Regions from separate parts of the Sus scrofa genome. Here region 2 is linked to region 1. The links are chromatin contacts, called in public HiChIP or PLAC-seq maps. All regions are on one chromosome and are shown on one strand. The core of a region is the stretch at or near the end of the contact, and the rest is flanking DNA. Distances in the headings are between cores, read along the strand shown.

Region 1 (3,254 bases), core at 665-3,164:
AACTGTCTCCTGGCTTTGACAGAAGGATTTTACCTCCATAATTCAAATCCCAAACCAAAGCAATCTGCACTTACTACTCCAATCACTCAGCTGTTTACCAGCACTTCCAGGGAGAAGCCCAGGCCACTGGGCGGACAGAGACTAAGACAGGAGACGGCCCGGGCTGCCCTGGGTGAACCGCAGCCGGCCTCTAGCTGCCCCCAAGCAGGCCCCTGCCCAACCTCGAGGTCCCCCGAGCCCGAGGGGCCCCTCCTCGAAAGCACACTTAGGGGACGGCCCAGAGGAAGGTGGGGGGGGCGGGCAGAGAAGAGCAGCAGGTGAGCAAGAAACTGTTCACCCAACTCCCGAGCTCCTAGCACTGCCTACACCCTATCCTGACCCCCCAACACCCCCTCACCTCGGGCTGGGCCCTTTCCTGCACACTCTGCCCCGCACCCCCTTGAAGACCCCCGGAGCTGGAAGGGACCAGGGTAGAGGGAGAAGGGAAGCAGACACTTCTGGGAAAGCCCCACACAAAGGCTGAAGGGAGGGAAAGAGAGGAAGGCAGACAGGCAGCCATTTTAAGAGAGAAGAGCCAGACAATGGCAGCTCCCCAGCAGTGGGGGCCTCGGACTGGGGGTAACCCACGGCTCGGGCCTGCTCCCCGCAGCTGCCACCCACTCCCAGGACCCCGTTCGCCCCAGCCCCCTCCCCTCTCAGCCATGTACCTGCGGGGTCCGGGCGAGCGGCTGCCCCCCGCCGCCGCTGCTCCCAGGGCTCATGGGCGCGTGGTGGCTCCTTTGTTGGGCCCCTCCCGAGGCGGCCGCCACAGCCGCGGCAGCAGCAGCAGCCCCCCAGCACTGCGAGGCCATGTCCGCCGGGCCCTTGCCCGCGCCTCCGTCCTGGGGCCCGCCGCCGTAGTCGCCCCCAGGGTAGCCCTGGTAGCCCCGGGCCGAGCTGGGCGACGTGAGCAGTTGGTTGAGGGTGGGGGTGGCGGTGGGTTGGGGGGTTCCCCCTCCGGCCGCTGAGGGGCCGCCTCCCCCCATGGCCCCGAAGCGCTGCTGAGCGAAGGACGAAGACGACGAGGAGGCGGAGGCGCTGGAGGAGGGAGGCGGCTTGGAGCCGGCGGCCGCCGCCGCGCCGGAGCCCGGAGTGCCACCTCTCGGGGAGCTCAGCGCGTAGGCCTGGGGGGGCGGGGGGTAGGCGCTGCGGTTGGGGTAGTAGGAGTTGTACTGGTGGTTGGGGAAGCCGTGGTCGTGCGAGTTCTGCTGGGGCCCCGCGTAGGGCTCCAGGCCCCCGCCGCCGCCGCTCTGCAGCGCTGCCAGGCCAGGGCTTTGTTGTCCGCCATGTTGTTGGTGGAAGACGGCGGCCGCCGCGGCGGCGACGGCAGACGGGCTCCGGCCGTAGGGTTGCCCGAAGCCGTAGGCTGGGGGCGGCAAGGCGGCCGCCGCTGAGTGAGGAGGCGCCCCCACCCCATCGCTGCTGCCGCCACCGCCGCCGCCGGGCGGCTCCGTGAGGTTATTGTTCAGGGCGGGCCTAGGGCCCGCGTTCCCGTTCGAGTTCTTCAGGTCCGGCTCCGCACCGGGCCCGCCGCCGCCACCGCCGGCTCCGCCGCCGCCGCCGCCGCCACCCCCATTGCTCTCGGCCCCGTCCTGCAGCTCCTTTCCCAGTGGCTGCGGCGGCCCCACGGCGGGGCCCTCGCTTTCCTGCCCGGCGGCTGCCTTCATTTCCCCGCGCTCGGCCGCTGCCGCCGCCGCCTCGCCCCCCGCCTCCTCCCGCTGCTGCTGCTCCGCTTTCTTCAGCTCCGAGGGCGGCGGCGGCGGGTTGCCCAGGTTGCTGGCGGCGGCGGGGGCGACCTGCGCGGCCATGATCCCCGCTGTCTCGTCCGCGGAGAGACCCGGCCCTGTCTTCGTCTTCTCCCCCCTCCCACCCCGCCCCGGGGCCGAGTCCCCCGGGCTGCCCTCCCCACCCGCCCGGGCGGGCCTCGCGGGGCTCCGCTGCTGCGCTGCGCTCGCTCGCTCGCTCCTCTCCCCCCCGCCCCGCCGGCTCAGGCTCCGGGCTGGCGGCGGCGGAGGAGGAGGAGGCGGCGGCGGCGGCGGCCGAGGCGCCGGCGGCTCAGCTGCTCCCGGCTCTGTAGGCTCGGGACCCGGCTCTCCCGGCTCATTCCCCCCAAGCCCTTGCCTGGGAATGAGGGGGGCGGTGGAGGCTCCGCTCCCCAGGGCCTGGCCCCGCTGTGACTCTCCGCTTTCTGCTGCCGGAGAAAGGAGGAGGGAGGGAGGGGAGGGAGGGAGGCGAGGGGGAGGGGGGCGGGGAGGGAGGGAGCGGGGGGAGGGGGACCCGGGACGGGCGGGCTTGAGGGCGCGCGGCAGCAGCCCCGGCGCCGGGAGGCAGAGTCGGAGCGTGGGCCGGGCCGGGCGTCCTGCCTCCCCTCCCCGGCCTCGGCGCGGGCTGAGGCTGCTGCGCGGCAGCGGGCGAGCGAGCGGGCGGGCGGCCGGAGTGAGCGGCTAGAGCGCCCCACTCTCCTCCGAGTCCCCCTCACTCCGACACGAGGCTCAGCACTGCCATTTTACCCAGCGCCGTCGCGGCCTCCTGGCAAACCCGGAACGGAGCGCGGAGCGGGCGCAGGCCGTGGAACGGACTCGCTCCCTTCCCCTTACAAAGGAGGAGGGGAGAGAACCAGCCGCGGCGACGGCAGGCCCTCTGCCGCTTTCGCTCGGCAGCGCCGCCGCCGAAGCTTCGGGGAAAACCCGGCCCGGAGCTCACGCCTCTCCGGAGCCTGTGTCGCCTCCCTCCCGGCGTTCCTCCTTCTCCGGGTCGGTCCCTTCCAGGCCGCGCGGAGGTGAGCGGGCAGTGTGAACTTTACTCGCGGCTGCAAAATTGGCCTGAGCCCGAGACCGCGGCCGCCTCGGCCCGGGCCTGACCCCCTGGCAGCCAGCCTGGTCTCTTGGCTGCTACTTAGCACCTCTACAGCACTTTGCTTCTTCAAAGCCTTTTGCAAACCCGCTCCAAAGACCCAGCTGAGCCTTACATTTTTATCCCCTTTGCAACCTGCATGAAATGACAGATCACTGTTTCAGACGTTCAGTTTTCCCACTCCTCTGCCCTCATTAGCTGGTCCTCACAAGGCCCTGGGGGCATGAGGTCCATTATCCCCATTTTACAGAATCTTAAGACTTCTTGAGACTGCCCTGTGAAAGGGCAGAGGAGGGTGGCTTTAAAACGTAGCAGAGTCCCCAAAGCTGCCTGTTTACTTAACATTAAAAAGGAAAAAAGCA
Region 2 (3,244 bases), core at 587-3,086, 51 kb before region 1:
GTTCTCATCATGGCTCAGCGGCAACAAACCTGACTAGTATCCATGAGGACGTGGGTTTGATCCCTGGCCTTACTCAGTGAGTTAGGATCTGGTGTTGCCATGAGCAGTGGTGTAGGTAGCAGATGTGGCTTGGATCTGGCATTGCTGGGGCCGTGGTGTAGGCCGGCAGCTGCAGCTCGGATTCGACCCCCAGCCTGGGAACTTCCATATGCCATGGGCACAGCCCTAAAAAGCAAAAAAAGAAAAAAAGTGGGGGGGACCCACCAACCCACTAACCATTTCTATAAGGTCAGGGTGGGGCCTGCAGATGCAGAGGCTCTTCCAGCCATACTTCTGCTAAAAAACCAGGTTCTGTAAGTGAATGTCCTAGTCCAGCTGAGGGATCCCAGGAACCTGAAGAAAACACCGGCAACCCCTGGGGCTGGGCTCTCAGGGCCCCAGAGGCACCTGTGGTGGCAACAAGCTGGTTTCCTTCAGAGTCACTCTGAGGAGAGCTGTCAGTTTTGGAAAAATGCCCTGAGTTCCTTGGAGAAAAAGTGCTAGATGAACCACTGTCAACAGCAGCCCACGTGGGCTGGGATGCCTGGGCCTCAGAATAATAGTGGGGAAAGAATCAGCATTAATCTTCTCTCCCTCATTTGGTTGGTGTGAGGCCAGTCTCTCAAATTGTCATTTTCATCAGATGGTCAGCATGGGGCAAGCTGACTTTTTAAAAAAGAACCAGAAAGTTAGCATAGGAACATTACATTTATACTGACAATAACTATCACTTGAGCATCTGTGATATGCTGGCCATTTTATGGAGTTACTTCATTTTCTACAATTCTTGGAAGTCGAGACTTCTACCACTAACATGTTGAAAAGGAGAAAGCTGATATTCAGAGAGACTGGGTTACACATCTAAGCCATCTGGCAAATGGCAAGTGGCAAAAACTAAACTTTGAACCCAGATCTGCTGAACCCCAAAGCCTATGTTAATTCTCTTTCCATTATGCTATTATTTCCTCAATCATATGGACTGAGGAAAAAGCATCATACCCTTGAGTTAGGAGACCAAGGCCCAGCTCTTGGTACTTATCAGTTGCGACCTCAGGCAAGCTAGCAATAAGCTGGGCTTCAGTTTTTTCACTTATATGACAAGAGGCCTGAACAAATCTGAGTCTGTGACACCCCTGGGGCATTTGCATGAAACTCTGCTGGCACCATATGGTCAGGGCCACATGGAAAACCAATACCAGCAGCAATACCCTGGAATGAGACATACGACAACATACACAGCAGCACAAGATGTAAGACATACCCATCAGTCCCAGTGGCTAATCACAGTAAATGTTTTCATTAGGAAGTGAGAAGGACTGGTAAAGGCAGAAGACTCCAAAAGAAGTCTCCCCAGTCCTTATCTACATGAACAGATATTGACCGGAATTCCACATCCACTTACTGCACAGGACACACCTCTGCTTTCTACCCTACAAAAAGCCAGTTTTTCAGGTCTTTTGTTCCACGAAAAGCCGGATGTCTGGTTGTTGAGTCAGACTTCAATATGCCTAACAACTTCGGCTTTCTATAACACACTTATCACACAAAGTTCAATCAATTCAAGCCCCTATTGTTCCCTGGTGGGGCCACCTTTAGCATTTCAGCACTCAGGTTCTCAGTTCTCTCAAAAGGGCCCACCTAACAGATGCCTTCTAGGAGGACTGCTGAAAGCATTGTAGCAATGCCCTGTAAGTGGAAAGATCTCTTTTCCCAGGTTTGCTTTCCTCCAAGCATAATCCTGCTGGGGACGGGAGGTGAGGCTCAGCCCACTCAGTGCCCTGCTAGTTCCAAGGAAGCAGCAGGGCCAGGGAGAATTTCCTCACGTGTTTCCAACGTGTTTCATGCATTTTATTGCTCATCTACCATGCAGATCAAAAGCGCTGGAGCAGGTCCAACTATTTCACACAGAATCTCACACTCCAGGCTGGCTACAGCCCCGAAAGCCTTCGTTTCTTCACTTGAAATACTGCCCAGTGTTATTTTGGGATGTGACCTGATAGAGGAAGCCCACAGGGACTCCATGACGATAACCGTTCCAGCTGTGATTGGTTGCCCAGCCCCAGCGAGTGCCAGCATGAGTTTGTCAGGCTCTGCTGACAAACAGAACTTAGCAGCTAACACCTTCTCTTCACACCACAACAAAACCGTGCCCAAAATCATACAGTCCATACCTCATTGAGGATGTGTGTGTGTGTGTGTGTGTGTGTGTGTGTGTGTGTGTGTGTTGGGGGTTTTGCTAGCACTCTCACAGGAAGGGCTGCAAGTTCTAACATGAACTGGCTGTCTGATGAAGTACATTTTCAAGCAGGAAGATACCAGATCAGGGTTAGAAGAGGGAGGTTAAACAATCTCCTGACAGAGACTCACAAGGATACCAACAGCTCATTTTGCTGAGCAGATTAAATAACATCAATAAGCAAGTCTAAAGAACGACAGCAATGCTTGGAATCAAGGTTTTCTCACAAATTTGGCCGAATCTTGGAGAAATGGAGCTATGTTACCCCCCCACCCCCAGCTGGAGTTCTTGTATTCTTTCAGTTGTGAAGTGCCTTTGCCAAGTTGTGCCGACCACGGGCAGGGAAACCACCTATCCCAGGTGATCCTGCACACACGCTTGTATTGAGAGAGAGACAGAGAGACAGAGAGACAGAGAGACAGAGAGACAGAGAGAGAGAGAGAGAGAGAGGGAGAGAGAGAGAGAGAGAGAGAGAGAGAGAGAGAGAGAGAACCTTGGAATTTAGCCACACTCATTTAAATCATGACCCTTGGATGCAAAAAGTCCAAATGCACAGCCTGAAGTGACCAAATCTGCACTGGCAATTTGTCAGGTATTTCCCGCCTGCCTAATCTAACAGATCCATGGCCATGGAAGGAAATCCAGAAGAACACAGAAGAGGCTGGGAAACTTAACCTTTGAAGAAAGGCAGATGACAGGAAAGGAGGCAACAGTTTTTGACAAACTTTAAGGAAAGACAAACTTAACTGAGGAACTACTTAAGGCTAATAAGTTTTGGGGAGACCTGTTTTTTCATAAAGCTTTCTTTAAGAAACATATTTGTCAAGGGTCAGGGGAGGAAGAAGCTACCTCTATCGAATACTTCTAAAAAATATTCAGTACAATAATTCCATTTTCTCCTCAGTTTTTGCTAAATGGAAGGATGAGCGATCTGACCCACCCAGACTAGTGGGGATTCCAGAGTTAGAC

What was found. HiChIP or PLAC-seq counts read pairs in DNA pulled down with a chosen protein or histone mark.
Region 2: an H3K27ac HiChIP or PLAC-seq map of skeletal muscle shows a contact between it and region 1. The contact joins the enhancer-like site here to the promoter of ARID1A in region 1. A contact is called at or near these places in 19 of 47 Hi-C or Micro-C datasets (adipocytes, blood, embryonic fibroblasts and 7 more) and 2 of 2 datasets of contacts at active chromatin or transcription factors (alveolar macrophages and skeletal muscle).

Annotation. Positions count from the first base shown.
Region 1 is chr6:84,048,389-84,051,642 of Sscrofa11.1, reverse strand. ARID1A (AT-rich interactive domain-containing protein 1A) reads right to left here and starts at 1,914. Exons shown (of 20, transcript XM_021095630.1): 1 at 708-1,914. The coding sequence starts at 1,847.
Region 2 is chr6:84,099,428-84,102,671 of Sscrofa11.1, reverse strand. The region is part of intron 4 of ARID1A (AT-rich interactive domain-containing protein 1A); the gene reads right to left. Among named protein-coding and RNA genes, the nearest start is that of PIGV, 29 kb to the left of the region's middle. Within about 2 kb of position 1,836, at least 26 of the 83 cell types and tissues checked have an H3K27ac peak or open chromatin away from gene starts, as enhancers often do. A contact at or near this core is called in liver and skeletal muscle, where this site is marked.